4 separate regions of the Mus musculus genome follow, and regions 2, 3 and 4 are each linked to region 1. The links are chromatin contacts, called in public HiChIP or PLAC-seq and promoter capture Hi-C maps. All regions are on one chromosome and are shown on one strand. Each heading gives the region's core, a stretch centred on a gene start, on an enhancer-like site or on the middle of the called end of the contact. The rest is flanking DNA. Distances are from core to core; before and after follow the strand shown. Region 1 holds the start of Spock1 (sparc/osteonectin, cwcv and kazal-like domains proteoglycan 1). Region 2 overlaps Spock1 (sparc/osteonectin, cwcv and kazal-like domains proteoglycan 1). Region 3 overlaps Spock1 (sparc/osteonectin, cwcv and kazal-like domains proteoglycan 1). Region 4 overlaps Spock1 (sparc/osteonectin, cwcv and kazal-like domains proteoglycan 1).

What was found. Promoter capture Hi-C pulls out the DNA fragments that hold promoters and counts their contacts. HiChIP or PLAC-seq counts read pairs in DNA pulled down with a chosen protein or histone mark.
Region 2: an H3K4me3 HiChIP or PLAC-seq map of forebrain shows a contact between it and region 1, with 7 times the contacts expected there. The contact joins the enhancer-like site here to the promoter of Spock1 in region 1. A contact is called at or near these places in 10 of 39 promoter capture datasets (cranial neural crest, embryonic stem cells, frontonasal cranial neural crest and 4 more), 1 of 484 Hi-C or Micro-C datasets (embryonic stem cells) and 8 of 115 datasets of contacts at active chromatin or transcription factors (craniofacial prominence, embryonic basal ganglia, embryonic forebrain and 5 more).
Region 3: a contact with region 1 is called in an H3K4me3 HiChIP or PLAC-seq map of embryonic forebrain, with 5 times the contacts expected there. The contact joins the enhancer-like site here to the promoter of Spock1 in region 1. A contact is called at or near these places in 7 of 39 promoter capture datasets (cranial neural crest, embryonic stem cells, frontonasal cranial neural crest and 3 more), 5 of 484 Hi-C or Micro-C datasets (cerebral cortex, cortical neurons, embryonic stem cells and 2 more), 7 of 115 datasets of contacts at active chromatin or transcription factors (embryonic basal ganglia, embryonic forebrain, embryonic hindbrain and 4 more) and 2 of 9 other capture datasets (embryonic stem cells and pancreatic islet).
Region 4: a contact with region 1 is called in a promoter capture Hi-C map of hippocampal neurons, with 5 times the contacts expected there. The contact joins the enhancer-like site here to the promoter of Spock1 in region 1. A contact is called at or near these places in 4 of 39 promoter capture datasets (embryonic stem cells, hippocampal neurons and second pharyngeal arch cranial neural crest), 4 of 484 Hi-C or Micro-C datasets (cerebral cortex, embryonic stem cells, forebrain and 1 more), 6 of 115 datasets of contacts at active chromatin or transcription factors (embryonic basal ganglia, embryonic forebrain, embryonic hindbrain and 3 more) and 2 of 9 other capture datasets (embryonic stem cells and pancreatic islet).

What each region holds. Positions count from the first base shown.
Region 1 is chr13:57,906,659-57,910,830 of GRCm38.p6, reverse strand. It overlaps Spock1 (sparc/osteonectin, cwcv and kazal-like domains proteoglycan 1), which reads left to right and starts at 2,499. Exons shown (of 12, transcript NM_009262.3): 1 at 2,499-2,639; 2 at 3,244-3,429. The coding sequence starts at 3,244.
Region 2 is chr13:57,449,412-57,453,583 of GRCm38.p6, reverse strand. All of the region lies in intron 7 of Spock1 (sparc/osteonectin, cwcv and kazal-like domains proteoglycan 1), which reads left to right. It overlaps Gm33240 (a long non-coding RNA gene), which reads right to left. Exons shown (of 3, transcript XR_873505.2): 3 at 2,646-4,172. Among named protein-coding and RNA genes, the nearest start is that of Gm33240, 7.1 kb to the right of the region's middle. Within about 2 kb of position 1,968, at least 28 of the 459 cell types and tissues checked have an H3K27ac peak or open chromatin away from gene starts, as enhancers often do. A contact at or near this core is called in forebrain and hippocampal neurons, where this site is marked.
Region 3 is chr13:57,593,391-57,597,562 of GRCm38.p6, reverse strand. All of the region lies in intron 4 of Spock1 (sparc/osteonectin, cwcv and kazal-like domains proteoglycan 1), which reads left to right. Among named protein-coding and RNA genes, the nearest start is that of Gm33240, 150 kb to the right of the region's middle. Within about 2 kb of position 2,047, at least 57 of the 459 cell types and tissues checked have an H3K27ac peak or open chromatin away from gene starts, as enhancers often do. A contact at or near this core is called in cerebral cortex, cortical neurons, embryonic basal ganglia and 2 more, where this site is marked.
Region 4 is chr13:57,617,362-57,621,533 of GRCm38.p6, reverse strand. All of the region lies in intron 4 of Spock1 (sparc/osteonectin, cwcv and kazal-like domains proteoglycan 1), which reads left to right. Among named protein-coding and RNA genes, the nearest start is that of Gm33240, 180 kb to the right of the region's middle. Within about 2 kb of position 1,998, at least 21 of the 459 cell types and tissues checked have an H3K27ac peak or open chromatin away from gene starts, as enhancers often do. A contact at or near this core is called in cerebral cortex and hippocampal neurons, where this site is marked.

The DNA.
Region 1 (4,172 bases), core at 1,250-3,749:
TCAATCCCAGCACTCGGGAGGCAGAGGCAGAGGCAGAGGCAGAGGCAGAGGCAGAGGCAGAGGCAGAGGCAGAGGCAGAGGCAGAGGCAGAGGCAGAGGCAGAGGCAGAGGCAGAGGCAGAGGCAGAGGCAGAGGCAGAGGCAGAGGCAGAGGCAGAGGCAGAGGCAGAGGCAGAGGCAGAGGCAGAGGCAGAGGCAGAGGCAGAGGCAGAGGCAGAGGCAGAGGCAGAGGCAGAGGCAGAGGCAGAGGCAGAGGCAGAGGCAGAGGCAGAGGCAGAGGCAGAGGCAGAGGCAGAGGCAGAGGCAGAGGCAGAGGCAGAGGCAGAGGCAGAGGCAGAGGCAGAGGCAGAGGCAGAGGCAGAGGCAGAGGCAGAGGCAGAGGCAGAGGCAGAGGCAGAGGCAGAGGCAGAGGCAGAGGCAGAGGCAGAGGCAGAGGCAGAGGCAGAGGCAGAGGCAGAGGCAGAGGCAGAGGCAGAGGCAGAGGCAGAGGCAGAGGCAGAGGCAGAGGCAGAGGCAGAGGCAGAGGCAGAGGCAGAGGCAGAGGCAGAGGCAGAGGCAGAGGCAGAGGCAGAGGCAGGCGGATTTCTGAGTTCGAGGCCAGCCTGGTCTACAGAGTGAGTTCCAGGACAGCCAGAGCTATACAGAGAAATCCTGTCTCGAAAAACAAAACAAAACAAAACAAAACAAAACAAAACAAAACAAAAAAAGATCCGTGACGACTGGAAAAGATGATCCGTGACGACTGAAGAGCCAGGAATGGCCATGCTGCAGGAGTTCATAGAAAGAGCCCAGGCTTGAGCAGGGCAGGCGGCTGGTGTGGCCAATCACTTAACTCAAAGGTAGATTAAGATGGCTTGATGAAAGAACTGGTTATGAGGAGGCAAAAATGACATCGGGTGTGACTCTTCAGAACAGGGGTGCTGACAAAACATGGCTGGGGAATGAGAGGTAATGCTTGCACAGGCCCGTATGTGAGCTAGAGCGCGGGACAAAGGCGGCGGCTGCGGCGGCAGGTGCGCAGGGGAACAAGCCGGGCAGCTGCCTTCCCAGCCACGGTACTGCGGTCCTGGGACTTGGGCGGGCTCCTAAGGTACGTGTCCGCAGAACACTGAGCCCCAACTTGGCACATAAGTTTCTCTTGAAATGAGATGCATTCCTCTCACTATCCCAAGCCTCTCTCTCTCCAGCTATGACATCAGATACTCACTGTGTTCATCCCCGTGATAAGATACTCTCTGGGTGAGGTGTTTCCCCAACATGAAAAAAAAAGACTCCACTTCTCCTGTACTAAGGCCTCCCAGAATGCACAAGAACTGCAATTCACATGCTTAAACCATGCCATCTGCCCAATTATTACAGCACGACTCACAACCGGCCACATCATCGTGGTGGCATATTGAAAAGCAGGGCTCAGGATCCCTCTGATACTGACTGTTGGTGGTGTGTCATGACTGGTGCAGCTGCTGAGAGCAAGGCAGATCGCACTGTCAGAGAGTTCCAGCCCACGGGAAGGTCACGCTTGCCATAAGTGACCTTAAGCGCAGTGAGCTTGCAGCTGGAGAAACACTGAGTTCTCAGGGCAGTGTCACCGAGGTCCTGGCCTGAATCACAGGGACCACAAATCTCGGAACAAATGGAGATGAGGCAGCTGCAGAATGCATTCAGATATTCTGGTAGCTCAAGTCTGCCCAGGGGCAAAGTGATCCCAGGCCTGGAGGAGCCCTTGCCACTGGGGTCTGACCCCAAGGCTAGCCTGTGTAGAAAGTGGGGACAAGAAGGCAGGGGTGGGTGGGTGGGTGGGGGCAAACAGAGGCAGAAGGGTAAGAGGGCAAGGACCAGGTGTGCAGGGGACTAGGGTTTGGGTGTTTCTCAGGGAAGTGTCCTGAAGGGTTTTGAGTTTGGTGTGTGTGTGTGTGTGTGTGTGTTCAGGGCTATAGGCTATAGCTGTGCCAAGAAGTAGGCAGCGATGCACCTGTTAAGTCGCTCCCACCCCTATTAAACCAAACACGCTGAGTATTTGGAAAGAGAAGAGAGGGCTGGGTCAAGGCCAGCTTTCTCCTTCTGTCCGTGCTTGAAGCTGGAGGTCGGTTCCACAGGACTCTTAGGGGTGGCTCTGGTTGGAGATCAGACTTAGAGATGCTGGGTGTATGGCTTGAACCAGGGAGTAGAGAAGTTCACCTAAATATTGTCTGTGCACAAGACGCAACAGGGACTCATTTAAAGGGCCGACTCTTGGAGAGAGTCTCCTCTCTCCACCGTAGAGATTCTGAGACGGGTGTCCCAAGCACTTACTCGTTGAGAGTCCCTCAACACTGGCGACTTCTTGGCCTTCTAACATCATTTCCCTGAGCTTGAAATCTGTGTCAGCCCTGTAGAGCTGCGAATGAATCACGCTCCCGGATGGGACCGCTGAGCGCCAAGTAGCCGCCAGGGGGCGCCAGAGGCCTCGGCTAGGAGCTCAGGCTTCTCCGCCCGCGGACGCCGCGCCCGAGACGAGCCAGAGCGCTGCGGGCTCACAAAGCGGCCGGACGCGCGGCGGCGGCAGGTGCGCAAGGGAACGAGCCGGGCATCAGCCTTCCCAGCCACCGCGGTACAGGAACCCCAGCAACTCGGGCGCCGGGACTCGGGCGGGCTCCCAAGGTACGTGTCCGCAGAACACTGAGCCCCAACTTGGCATATTTGGCGTAGTTGGGACCTTCCTGAGGCCATCTCCCGGGCTGGCAGGGTCAGGGCCTGGGGGCATTTCTGCGTGTCCCTGTTGCGCAGAAGCCGCGGGCCGGGAGCAGAGAGACCTTTGCCTTAGCTGGGAACGGGAAGCCCGGCTTGAGGGCACCCCAAAGCCCCCGTCTGCCAGAGCCTGGGATGATGCTCAGAGCGCCGTTATCCCTATCCCTACACCAGAGCTGTGGGGCCCGTCTGTGGGAGTGCGGCTGGCACATTGAGCATCCGGGTTTTGGGGGAGATGTACTGGAGCCCCACAACGGAGAGCCGGTGAGAGGGTCTTCAGTAGTTTGACGGCGGCCCCGAGTCGGTGACCTAGGCTCTGCGTTTGTAGCTGTTTCCATGCATAAGGGCTCTCCAGGTGCAACCTCCGTCCCAGGTGTGAGAGGGACCACCCTGTCCCCGCGGTGAGCCCAGGCGCTGCAGCTTGTGCGCGCCCCTAGGCGCCCAGACACCCGGTGGGAGTGAGGGGCTTGAGGTAGCCCTGTTGTCACCGGCTCACGCCCGTGTGCCCTGCCCCCAGATGCCAGCGATCGCGGTGCTCGCGGCGGCCGCCGCGGCGTGGTGCTTCCTCCAAGTGGACAGCCGGCACCTGGACGCGCTGGCCGGTGGCGCGGCCCTCAACAACGCCAATTTCCTAGACAATGACCAGTGGCTGAGCACTGTCTCCCAGTATGACCGTGACAAGTACTGGAACCGCTTCCGAGATGTGAGTTCGGCTGGGGGTGGAAAATGGGGGGGGGGGGCTCAGAGACCAGTGTAGGGGTTGGGGGTGGTAGGTTCAAACCTCTCATGGAGGTCCACAGTGCATCCGTCTAGCCTGAGAGGAACTTTAAAGAGAACTTGGAAGGCTGGGTGCTCTTGCGTGTTACCTGTATTCCAGGTATGTGCACTTGTAGGATCGATGCAGCTGTCCTCACAGAAACAGGGCACAAACCTTAAGCAGCTTGGGGAGAGGGGCTCTCCAAGTGTCTGAGAGCTACTGATGGCAGACTGACTTTACCAAACCCTGGAAGGAAGGTCCTGGGAGCTGCAGGATCTGGCTATCTTTTGGGTGCATCAGGAAAAAAAAATCTCTAGTGATGTGTATAGCTCATTTATTAAGAAGCCATGAGGTCAGGCATGAGGGGAGGTCTTGGGGGCCTCCTGGCAATGAACTTGATGGGATAGCAGGGAACAGTGCAGTGGCTTGGAGTCTTCCAGACTTCAGTGGAAGGGAAAAGGGAACAGGCAGCGCAGAGAATCAGAGAATCCTTTCCCCAGGAGAGTGCCAGGTGGGATGTGGGGGAGAAACCCTGGGGCATCAGGGCACATCTGCTGTTTGTCTCCGCCACAGTCCTGGCTCCTACATACCTCTGTGCTTCCAGAAGATGGGGCAAGAAGCCCCCTTCCAGTAGGACCTGCTCCCCAGCCCCTTCAAAGACTCCCCAGAGTGGTAGGGATTAAGGGGAC
Region 2 (4,172 bases), core at 719-3,218, 460 kb after region 1:
GTGAAGGTGGCAGGTCCTGGCATTTCAGTGACCCTTCTCTGGATGTTCAGTCCACTCCCACCCCTTACCCTCAACTCAGATGCTACCACTGACCCTTTGTCACCAGAGACTGTTGTTTTACCTCCTACCAACCATCTTCTTTAAACTATGTGTGTACAGGTGCTGGGGGTTAGATGGACTCTACATTTGCCTCATTTCTTCTGTCCCCACGGAAGGTGTATATGACAATATGTAGTGTCCCCATCCCAAGGAGGCCATGCATAGGTTCCAGGAATCTCCTGGACTCCTTACCCATCTCAGATCAAAGTCTGCCATTAGCTCCTTGCTGTATCAACTAGCAAAGTAGTGTTATCTCTTGCTGAAGGATAGACACGTCTGTGATGCTATTGCTTTAGGCATTGAAAACATAGAATATAAAACTACACTTTGTAATACTGAGATGTGGATGTTGAATCAGAGCAGATTCAACCGGTTCTTAGAAGTGGAGCTTCTTTATAAATGATCCCACAAAACAGAGTCCTGTCTCTAAAGCTACTTACGCGTTTACATTTGTCTTAGAACAAATCTATTTCTATCATAGGTTGCTCTGTAGAGTGGACACATGCTTATGTAGCGTGCAGTAGAGTGCGTATACTCCAGCACCCTCAGTGATCCAGGCTGAACCTCTTTACAGCCGGACAAAGAGCACCTCATTGTTTTCAAAGGGACAACAGATGCCTTTTCTTCAGCCGAGTGTGTAGCCTGTGGAGTTGCTGGACACCTCTGGATGTCCATGCATCCTTCATTACAACTGAACTGTTTTCTGTGGTCACTGCCTGTCTATGCCAGGTCACCTCTCCAGGCAAATGCTGACCCACTGGCTAGAAACACAATTAAATCCAGAGCTGGCCTTTATAGCCAATATTCTGCATATTCAGTGATATGTTTTTGCCTCAGAGTGTAAAAAAAGCAGTGGATTTTATTTAGAGTTTTCAAAGCTTATTTCATCTAGCTAACCTCCCTGCTAGATAATTCAAGGGAAAACCAAGTGTCACTCTGCTAATGTGAATTTACAAATGTTGGGCAAACTCTAAACATATTCCTCTTTCCAGATGAGGGATTATCATTAGAATCAAGGGAACACGGAGCCTCCTCAAATCAGGTTACCGAAGATAGTCTTAAAGGCTTTAATAGGAAATGTATCCACCTCTGCTTGTGAGTTGTACCATTGACTGTTTAGCTCATCCTCTTCCAGGTGTAATATCAGTATTTTAAGCTCTTCCAAAGACTGCTTTTTGAAAACGATTTTATTAGCAAGCCCCTGGATAACAGAGCCCTAATTCTTTCCTTGCTCCTGTGGGTTTTTTTTTATTTATTTTTATTTTTATTTTGCATAAAACAATACCTTCTCTAAGGGTGAGAGAACATGCATATAGATTGATGTTTTAGGCACTGGAAAGTAAAAACTAGAATCATGTGTAGCACGGTTTAACTTAAGTGCAGCCTGGTCTGTCACTTGAGTTCAGTTATGAGTGCAGTTTACTGTGTGTGCTTTAGAGAGGTCTTCATGGAGCTGCCTTTTCTATAACATGTACCTCAGAGTGTCCATCTTAGCCTCTCCGGGGTGGGTACTATTAGCTCCCAAAATTCCCCAGCTCAGAAGTTGATGGTAGCAGCATACTGTTGGTTTCGAGAGCTTCATTCCCTCAGCGGTCTGTATCATGTCTTCAGCTGAGATTAAGATCCATGGTGTTGACGCATGCCTTTAATCCCAGCACTTGGGAGGCAGAGGCAGGCAGATTTCTGAGTTCGAGGCCAGCCTGGTCTACAGAGTGAGTTCCAGGACAACCAGGGCCACACAGAGAAACCCTGTCTCAGAAAAACCAAAACCAAAAAAAAAAAAAAAAAAATACCCACACTAGCACTGTCCCATTGACAGAGAAGCAAGCAGAGGCTCCTGAAGGGTTGCCAGATGGTTGAGAACGAATGGTCTCCTGGGGCTGGTGTTCAGAAGGCTAAAGGGATCATAGTCCCAAGCCTGCTGCTCATGCACACAGCCATTATCACGCGCCAGAGGGGCTGTGCAGGCAGCGTTTGGGGCGTGGGCTGGGCCTCAGAAGCAGATGAACGGTTAGTGTGGAGACCCGAGTGTGAGCCTCGGTGTCTCCATGCACTATCTGTAGGCTCTGGGAGGGACTGGAACATCTCTGAACAGCAGCAGAGAATGGAGTCTCACTGGCTAGCATTGTGGGATGACTCGTGTGTGAGTAGCATGTGTCGTCGGCTCCGGCCTTTGTGGCCTTTACAGTTTTTCCTGTTTGGTCAGTCACAGTGTCACGCTGTGTCCACAGACACACAAAAAAGCAGGGGATACTGCTGGCTGTGGCGGACTAGGTGTCAGGTGTGGTACAGAGGCCTGAAGTTTACTCTGCCTTTTAATTCTTCCCAGAGTTCTGCTAGCTGGTTCTGTGTGTGCCTCGATTGCACTGGTGAAGAGACTGAAGAGTAGGAGACCCATGCACACAGCCCATCTGAAAGCCACGCTCACTTGGTTCCGGGTGTTTCCAGAACCACTTCCTTTCTCCTGCCTTCCCGGTAGCCCTGGAAGGCAGAATGGCTTTGGTTATTCCTGCAAAACAAACAAACAAACAAACAAACAAACGCAATAAGCAGATCCAGTCCTTTACTTTTGTTTGCACATCAGTTCATGAGAGCCAGGACCCTAAGGGAACTGTGGGAATACCATGCTTTCGTCTTTGAAGCTCCCTGGCTTGCAGCATCATGACTCCTACGACTGCCAGATGTGCAACAACTGGAAGAGGCGGAGTCTAAAGCCCCTCGGGGAACCAGCGTCCTGATGAGATGGCAGTGGTACCAAGGAGAAGCCAGCCCAGGGTGGAGGGGAGGGGAGACACATTAAGAAGGAACCCTGCCTCTGCTCAGACCCTGGCTCTGGGATCTTATTCCAGTGCCTAATCTTCACCAGAAAAGTAGGCTCAGCTGGACCTTCTGCAGAAGCTGCTAATTACAAACACTCTAAGCCCATTGATCCAGAGCCGCTCTGATGAAGTAATTATTCACAACAGCACCTAGGAGGGCTGAGGGGGATTAGTGGGAAAGGACCACGGTGCTGGGTCTCCATGGCAGAGAGGCCTCTCTCGGCTTGCTCCCAGAAAGAGCTTGAGTCTGGCCCAACTCTTTAATTACCTTCTGAGGCACTAAAGTTTAAATTAAATCCGGATTGTTTTCATATTAGCCTCTGCAGAGCCCTGAGCCAAGCATCCGTGAGGCTTGCTGGTGTGGGAGGAGGTAGGGGCGGTGGCAGACGGAGTGTTTTTTAACTTGAGCTCTTAAACTGGAGATGTTCATGCACTCAAGAGCAGAGCAGAGCTGGTTCCCTGGCAGGGGTATAAAGGTATCCAGGTGCCTGTGTAATGTCGGACTTCCACTTGCAGACATCCCCGTGGGTGTTCACTTGCAACTGGCCATTAGGGTTGCAGACACAGGGAACCAGTCTCAGGGGCCTATGCCAGTCCCTCTGGTAGCTGTTAGCACTAGATTTGAATAAGAACATGTATCCAGTCACCACTTGCATTTCTTTATTTTTTACACCACCTTTGTAGCAGTTTCTATACCTCTGTGGTTGTCTTTTCGGAAGTCTGGCCTTCTGGAGTAGCTATTTGTCAGCCAGTTGCCACACTCAGACCATGTTAGGATATGTGTTAAGCTGCTGGAGGTAGTTTTGAATTTTATAATGTCTTCTTTGTCAAAACTGCGCCATACTTCAAAGGTTCCTCATCTGTTCCTCACTGGGTCTTGGTGCCTTCTGTAGGAGCATACAGGGCAGGGTGAGCCATAGGAGCTCAGGGGCCAACAGCCGGGCCATAGATGCCAATTTAGGGCAGACTTCATGGCTACCTCTTCCTGGTAGCTTCTTCCCTGGCAGTCTTCAGCTGTCTCCCTCCCTCCTTGTTGCCACAGGCTGCCGAGGGGCAGAATGGCCTTGTTTCCGGTTTTGGCCAAAGCACACCCATTTCTCACAGTCATCTGAGTCACCTGAGCCATACCTCCCGTTGAAAGCCTTCAGTTTCAGCACATGCCACACCCATTAGCACTCTGTGCCTTGGGTCGGGAGGCGAGAAGATATCATTGCATCAGCTTTCCAGGCTGCTCAGCATCTGCAGAGGCAGCCC
Region 3 (4,172 bases), core at 798-3,297, 310 kb after region 1:
ATTCTCTTGCTAGTGCGCGCCATTAGTTCCAGCCAATCACGGGTAGTCCTTGACTCTCTCATCTCGGAGGTAAACGGCAAAACCTCTCAGGAACGGACAAGATACCTGCTCCAGCCTTTGGTCATAACCCTCACTTCTGTTGTCCCCGTGTTACAGAGCAGATTCCCCAGGAAGCAGAAAGGACTAGATCCTCTGACAATAGTCCTAGAGCTGGTGTCTGCAGGCACCAGCCATGTTAATCTGCAGTCAGTGGGCGTCTGAATTTACACCTGAGAAAGCAACAAAGCAACCAGCCAGGAGAAGCTGGAGAAGCCAGGAGAAGCTGGTTGAGGAGGAGGCTCAGGCTTGGGTGGGAGGTGAGGCTTCAGGAGAAGCAGCGTATGGAAAGGAGAAGCTGCCTCTTTAGAAAAAAACAAATCTGGTTTCCAGTCTTAGCTTGGCAATGAATGCTTTCTGGTACCAAAAAGCTAGTTTGCCCCTAACAGTTAATCTTTACTTTCAAATTATGTTTTTACCTAATTTATCATGAATATCTACCTATGCTAGTATACACAAATGTATATTATACCTTTAGCATACTGCTTACTATTACACAGATGGCTTGTATTTAGTTATGTCATTTACCTGTAGATGACGTTGAGGACTGAATGCTACTTCATCTCTTCCAAAGTAGCGTGTTGGAGTCTCCACACACAGCTTGGCCATATTTGGAGACAAGGCCTCTAGGAAGCGATTAAGGTTAAACCAGGTCTATAACTTTTATAAACGTTACAGGGTGGGGCACTAACTCTAGAGTTGGTGTCCCTCCTCATCAGAACATACTAGGGAACCTACTGTGTGTCTCTCCAAGGGCATGCAGCCAAAAGAAGACCACATGGGGCCAGAGTAAAAGGCTGGTTAACTGCAGGCTAGGGAGAGGGTTTCCCAGACTCCCACCATGCTGAGATGCATCCGGGTTCCATTCTCTAGAGCTGTGAGAAGATAAACTGGCTGCCCTGTGTGCTGTACACAGTCTGTGCTGTTCTGTGCTAGCCGCCAGGTCTGGCCTGGTTTCTGTTGCTATGACAAACACCATGGCAGAAAGCACCTTGGGGTGGAAAGGGTGTATTTCTTTGTACAGTCCCAGTCCATCCGATAAGGAAGGACACTTCAGGAATCTGGAGGTGGGGACTGAAATAGAAACCAAGGAGGAACGCTGCTTTCTGCTTCTTCCCAGCTCATGGTCAGTTACCTTTCTTATACAGCCCAGGCCCGCCTGCCTTGGGATGGAACCATGCACGGAGGCCTGCATCCTCCTATGTCAACTAGCAATCAAGAAAACACCCTCGCAGGCATACCCACAGGCCCACGTGATGGAGGCAATTCTTTAATTTTGGTTTCCTCTTTGCAGGTGAGCCAAGTCGGCAACCAAGATTAGCCATCACACGGTACAGGCAACTAACGCCGATGAACGTTCCAATTGTTTGTAGTTTTTCCATTATAAACCATTGAGACCATTGCGTTTTCCTTTTGCCTACTTTTGATGCGTCGGATCATAAGCTATTAATTTCCCCCTTTTAAATTAAAGTGTCTTCTATTGTTAATTTTATGCATGTCATAAAGTCAAGAGTAATAAATGCCTTAAACTGTGCAACCGGTTTTCAGCAACAGTCCCTGTGCCCGCCTACACCTTCAGTAACTAGGAGGGTGCTCTTCACTCTTGTGCGGAGAACTGCGAATCTTCAGGCTCTGGCTTTAGGGGAAAAGAAAGAAGCAGGAGTATCTTTGATTAGCTGTGTCTCTTTGTCCTCTGCCTCTGTGTCATTATCTGTCCTGTGCCATCCTCTATGGCCATTCTCCAGTCCTCAGACACACAGGGTTAGTCTTCTGTGTCTCTGAAATTAACTCTGTGTGCTACCTAGCCGCATGGCCGATAAGTCTCTTTGTTCAGCCTCAAAGAACTTGGGAAGCCCTTGAATGTGAAAGCCGAGAGTAATGAAGGAGACTTTCCAGGCTGCCGTCCTTCCCAGCTTCCAGCAAGATCCAATGAGCGCAATTTGTATTCCGAGAGGCTCTGTCGTCAGCTAGTAAACAGGCGCCTTGGAGAGGGGGAGGCGAGATGCGCACGGGGGTTACCATGGGGACAGACAAGCTATAATAAATGTCCAGGATCCTAGCTTGAGGAGGTTTTCACAGTTTGGAGTAATTTCTCTGTCAGTTATCTGTGAAGTCACTCCTAATGAATCACGGGGCATGCCTGCTCTTCAGATGAGATGGGCATCCCAGGCAGAGGCCAATCCTAAAGGCAAGAAGGGGAGGGTGGACCGTCATTAGTTGGTAGGTATTTTGTAAGTCGAGTGGCCTGTGCATGAGCTTCTGGGACTCAGCACAGTGGGGCCACAGTGCACCCAACTTTTAGATAAGTCGTTGGCTTCCTGGACTCAGCCTTTGCTTCCCAGAATCCTGTGCAGCTTGATGACCAGAGGGAGTAAGGCAGTTAGTTTAGTGAAGGCAGAAAGGGTGTTTCTGAGAGCCTTCAGCACTCCTCTATCTTAATGGAGAGGTGGCTCTTGCTTGTGTGAAGTCTGTCTGTGCTAATCCAACACACACACACACACACACACACACACACACACACACACACACACACACACAGAAGACTCCCTCTTCCAGCTCTTCCAGTAGACTCAGAAATGAAAGAGCATCTCTGGGTCACCAGGACCTACCTACCATGTCGACAGTTGTTCTGGAACTTGGAGGCTGTGGCTCCCCCACAGTTTTCAAGGCCCCCCATGAGGAGTGTGTCTACTCGCTGGATGTAAGGCACTTGCTACCCCTACCAGCCTTCCCAAAGCCTGATGAGGCATGGGTTCCTAAGTGGCCCAGACCCCTCCTGTCCCTGGAAAGACTCTCTTTTCCTCTGCTACATCACAGCCTCATTCGAACCCACTTTTCTACCTGGGCCAGCCTCTCCAGGGAGCTCACCAGCCCTCTGCAAGGTCAGATTCCCCCATCCTGTTCAGCTGTGAGCTCCCAGGAGGAGATGCTGGCCTCTGGCCTGCCAATAGATGCTTCACATGGAGTAAAACTCTGCTAATGTGGACTGAATAGACACAGACAGGCATGTGGGCTTGCCCAGGTGACAGGGGGATCTTTTGTGTCAAATTTCAGAATAAAACCACCATCTCTTCTCAGTATCTACGAAGTAGCCTTGGGCTTTGCTATCATAGGCGGTTTGACCCTGATCCTTTGTTAGTTAAGCCAGTTGAATATACCCAAGGACTGCGAAACGGCTTGATCCTGGATTTCAAAATCAATGTAGCTAATTAAAAAATAAACTCATTGAACTCAAAAACAAGTTCAGAAACAATTACGATAATTAAAATATCACCACCTTAATTGAGACCACGCAATGAGCTTAAAAAATAAAATTAATTAAAAAAAAAACCCACATGAAGCTTCTAATTAACTGGCTTCTGAATTCGGTGTGCTAGAGCTCAACAAATCTCTCTATAAATTAGTTCGTTCTTTTTTTCCCCACCTTGAAGAAAGATTTGTGGAAGTCATTTTGGAGAATTAATTGGATGTTTGGCCTATGCCAGTTGACTCTTCGCTAGCTTCTCCTGGAAGATGAGCTGGAGAGATGACATGGCCTTCCCAGGTCCTGTTGTGTCCTTGATGGCTACATCATCTGTTCAGCTCACCGAGAGTCCTGCAGTGTGGTGGCACAACTTGTAGCCGGAACACTAGATTTAGTTGTTTCCAGAGGATTGCAGTATTCTGTTACCAAGCATGTGCTAAGAGTACACCTTGGAGAGTTTCACCAAGAAATCCTTAGTACCTGACACCAAAGGTTCAAATCTGTGTTGGGCCGTAACTGACACCTGATAACCACCCCTCCAGCCCCATGCACACGCACATGCACACATGCACACCTAGTGGTAGGGCTTCTCTTTTTAAAAATATTTAGATTAGTTCTAACCATCATTACTTTCTCTTTTCTGTGTGTGACTGTTTTGCCTGCATACATGTCTATGCAGCATGTGCGTGAAGTGCCCGCAGAGACAGTAGTTATGGGTGGCTGTGAGCTGCATTGTGGGTGCTGGAAATCAAACCTGGGTTCTCTAGGAGAACCTCACTGCTGAGCCACCTCTCCATCCCCTGATTATTATATTTGAGGATTTCATACAGAA
Region 4 (4,172 bases), core at 749-3,248, 290 kb after region 1:
TCACAGTGTCTCTTCACAACTATAGAACAGTGACTAAGATACAAGTCCCCACAGATTTATAGCCTGTAGCACACATATCTCTATTTCCTTTTTCCATAGATACACTCATGCTGCCACTTCTTCCCAGAATGCTTTACTTCAACCTGATGTAGACTTTCCTCTATGTGTTCAGTGGTGTGGGTGACCCCAACATAACCCTCAACTTTACTGAGATGTTGCTTCTGTCAGTTGGCATCCTAGAGTTCCCATTCTGTTTGGATCTTACTGGTGTCATGTGTGTGGTGGATATGCTAACATAGAACACAGAACTTGTGTGTGTGTGTGTGTGTGTGTGTGTGTGTGTGTGTGTGTGTGTACACGCGTGTGTTTTATCATCACTACCTCTCATCCCTCATCTGTGCCTAGCCTCAGGCCGCATGTGCAGGAGGTGCATGAGGTTAGATTCAATTTCTAGGTAAACTTGTGGGACTGTCCACCTGATCACTTGCTTTGCAATGTGAAGGCTGAGAAAGGAACAGTTCATTGCTGGCTCATCTGCATTTTCCATCATCCTGGAACCCGAACACCAGAGGTTTCTATTTTGAGACTGTGTTCATCAGATAGTGGGGGAAGAAGATAGCTCAGGAGAGGGAAGGAAGCCCCTCTCAGCTCTGACCTGAATATTCTGGAACTGATGACTTTCTTGGTTTTAAAACAAGAATGTGAGCATCTATGGCAAAGGGACATTGTGCTGGAGGTGTGACATCCTCAGGGGTGTGACTGAAAGTTCTGGGAGTCTTGGTAGCAGGCTTATTGGGAAATATAACTCAAGTTTTAAATTTGGAGATGCCTTTGAGTTGGGCATTCCTCCTTATATGATGATGCTAATAACCTCATAGCCACAGAGGGAGAGAGAATTGAGCTATTGAGGTAATGTGCCTATTATTTTAAAGGGTAAAGATTTCCATCTCATATTTACCCACTCATTGTCTTATTTAAAGTGACTGAGGACAGGCACAAACATTACCATTGAAAGGGCTACTATTAACCAATCGTTTCATTTTAAGCACACATCTTTCTTTTTGCTGTATGCGTATACTGCATTCAGCCTGGCAGGCATTAGCATGTGCTGTTTGCCCAATGGGCCCAGTCAGACAAAGCTTGTGGGAGGGTTCAGAAATGAGTAAGGGGCTGGCTGTGGAGCTGAACTCTCACCTCTGTCATGCCCAAGTGTCTTGCTCAGGCACTTGACAGTATTTCCCAGTTCGTTCAGTCACTACACAATAGCAATATTAACAGTTACTTTGTAGCATCCTTTTGAAAACAAAAGGAGTTACTTTGTAGCATCCTTCTGAGCACCAAAGGCATGGCCATGTGATACTTTCTTGCTTCAGACTTGTGATGGCACAAAAAGTATCAACCAGTGACAGGTAGGACAGAGTAGGGCTTAGTCTGTAAGGAGCATGCAGGACAAGGGTGAGATGGCCCTGCCTCTGTTTGGCACTCACAAAAGCCCTGTGAAGTTGGTGGAGGTCCTAATAATCTCCCCTCTTTGGCAAAGTCAGGGCCTGCCCAAAGTTCAGAGGTGGCAAGCTATTAAATTGAAGTCCACTTTAAATTCTTGCTACTGGATCTTGGGAACAAACTTCAGTCAGATTCTGTGAGGCAGGGTTGGAACAAGGCTGTCTGCCTGCTCCTCTGTACGGTTTAGGCTGCTCTACATGGGGTTTTTTCCGAGTGGTTGGAGAAGTGGATGTCATGAGAAGGTGATGGGACCCAGGACTCCAAGATTCTCTGATAAAGTGGAGGATGGTCAGGGCCTCCCTGTAAGCCTGGAAGCCACCCTGTGGAGGTGTCTGAGTAAGTTAACTAATCAACTAATCGGCACTTCAGATCTTCCAAGGGGGAGCAAAGTCTGCCTTCTCTGCAACGAAATTGGAGAATGAATCAGGCGCTCGCTCTCCAAGGAACTCAGAATGGCGCCTTTATTTTTAGATCAAATGGGGGAAGAGGAGCAGAGCAGCCACGTGCTTTGTTTTTATGCTGCGCGTGGCTGGCATCGGATCTCTTCCTTTCTTCAAAGCACACTGTGGATCTATATCTGAGAAAACTGGGGCTGGATTCTGCCTTTTCGCATGGTCCCATTTTTATAATAAAAATCTATTTTTAATATAGGAAGAAAATAATGCTGGAGCTTAAAGAGCTCAAACGGCCTTAGAAACACCCCTCAACACACACACACACACACACACACCCCAGACAGTCTCTTCCTAACCAGCCTGAAAGCAGAAGTCCCTATTCACTTTCCGACTCAACTCGTCACGTCATGCTTTTCTGTGGAACTGCTCTTTTGAGCCAGGCACTGTGCTAGGTTCCTGGAGATACTGGTCAGAAGCTGGCTAAAGTCATACTCGGCACGGCCCCATTAGGCTCAGAGACAAGACTACCATTCCCTCAGATGTGTTTCACACGGGAAGAAAACCAGAATCAAGAAAACATGTCAGCCAGGGCAGAGGTGAGGCAGGGGTGAGGAGGAGATGAGGCAGAGGTAGAGCAGAGGCACTCACTCTAAACAAAGTGAGGCCCTTTCCCCTTTCATCCCAAGGGTGTGTAGAAGTGGTATGGTAGGGTCCCAATACTGCCATAAGCAGAGAGTCAATTGTTGGGCAGGTTTTATACCCTGCCAGTCACATCCTAGTAGGTGGGGAGTGGTGGCCAGCCAAGCACCGGGCATCTTTGCAGTGAAGCAGCTGTGAGTGGTAGAGGCCCCTTGAAGCCAATAAGCCTTCACAGTGAGGAGAGCAGAGAGAAAGGTGGCTCAGGGCACTCCTGGGAGACTGACCCCCATCTCTGCTCCCTGCCTGGCTTTGGGTGGGATTTCCAGATGGACAATATGTCAGAGATGTCTCCATCTGTTGGTCTCTCTTGCTACAGGACACTACAACAATGTTATTCAATCTCTCTCTCTCTCTCTCTCTCTCTCTCTCTGTGTGTGTGTGTGTGTGTGTCTGTCTGTCTGTCTGTCTCTCTTCTCTATTTTGAAGGAACCACAGATTGTTCCCAGGGTCTTGTGCACACTAGCCCACATCTATGGCCTTCTTTTTACTTTGTATTATGAGACAAGATCTCATTTAAGGTATCCAGGCTGATATTGAACTGCCTCCATAGCCCAAGCCTATTAGAAAACCACGGTTGTCCTGTGTTGGTGGGACCAGTTTAGGACTGTTCTTCAAAAGAATTGCCAGTCAGTGCTGGGGCCCACTCTTCCTCTCAGCTCAGAGTCAATTGACATTTCTGTTCGAAGTCTGTTGATTTAATGTGTCTCCATTTCAACCCGGGATGAGGGGAGGAGGGGGTATTTTCAATGTGTTGATTTCAAATAAGCTTTGTTATATAATGCCTGTCCCCTCCCCACAGCCCTGAGATTTTCCCTCTCTGTTCTTGAGCCCCAGATCACCTAACCCTTCCTTGCCTGCTTTCTCCCCAAGTCTCTCTGGACTATCAGGCTTCCTGGCTGTTCCATCCTCCCCAATCTTCTTACCACCTCTTCCCCTTTTCTGCCCACACTGAGTCCTTAACTCAGCTGTGTCCAGGAGCTGTTTCCAGGGAAGGTGCCTCTGGTCTTCCACCCAGACCTCTTTGAAGATGTCTTTGATAGTGTGGAATGCCCCCGGCGGACCTGGACCAAGAGATGGTCATATTTGCCCTCTAGCCAAAATTGCCCAGATTTCAAAGAAAACAAATGTCATCCTTAACCCCACATGGTGGATTTTCTCTGGGAGAAATCTCCACAGATCCTAAAGCACAACCCGCATTCATTCAATTACTCGGGGCAGCTGCTGCTCCCGGAGGCCACCGATCCAGTTCTGCCCCCGGAGTGCTCGGCATCCAGGCTTCTGCCAATTAATTCTATCTTCGAGCCTCTCAGTCTACTCTTTTGTAAGTTACTTCTTTATAAGTTCATCTCAGCTTTTGGGCGCTGCCTTAAAATCTCCTGGTGGAAAGGCCAGGATCTGAAATGGGAAGGAGAGAAGGAGGAGGAGAAAATGGGGAAAAGGGGTAGGAAGAGGAGGGGATGAAGGGAGAAGCAGAGGAGGAGAGAGAGGAGGAGGGGGAGGACAAAGAGGGGAAGAAGGAGGAAGAGGGGGAGGAGGGAAAGGAGGAGGGGAAGAGGGGGAAGAGGGGGAGAAAGG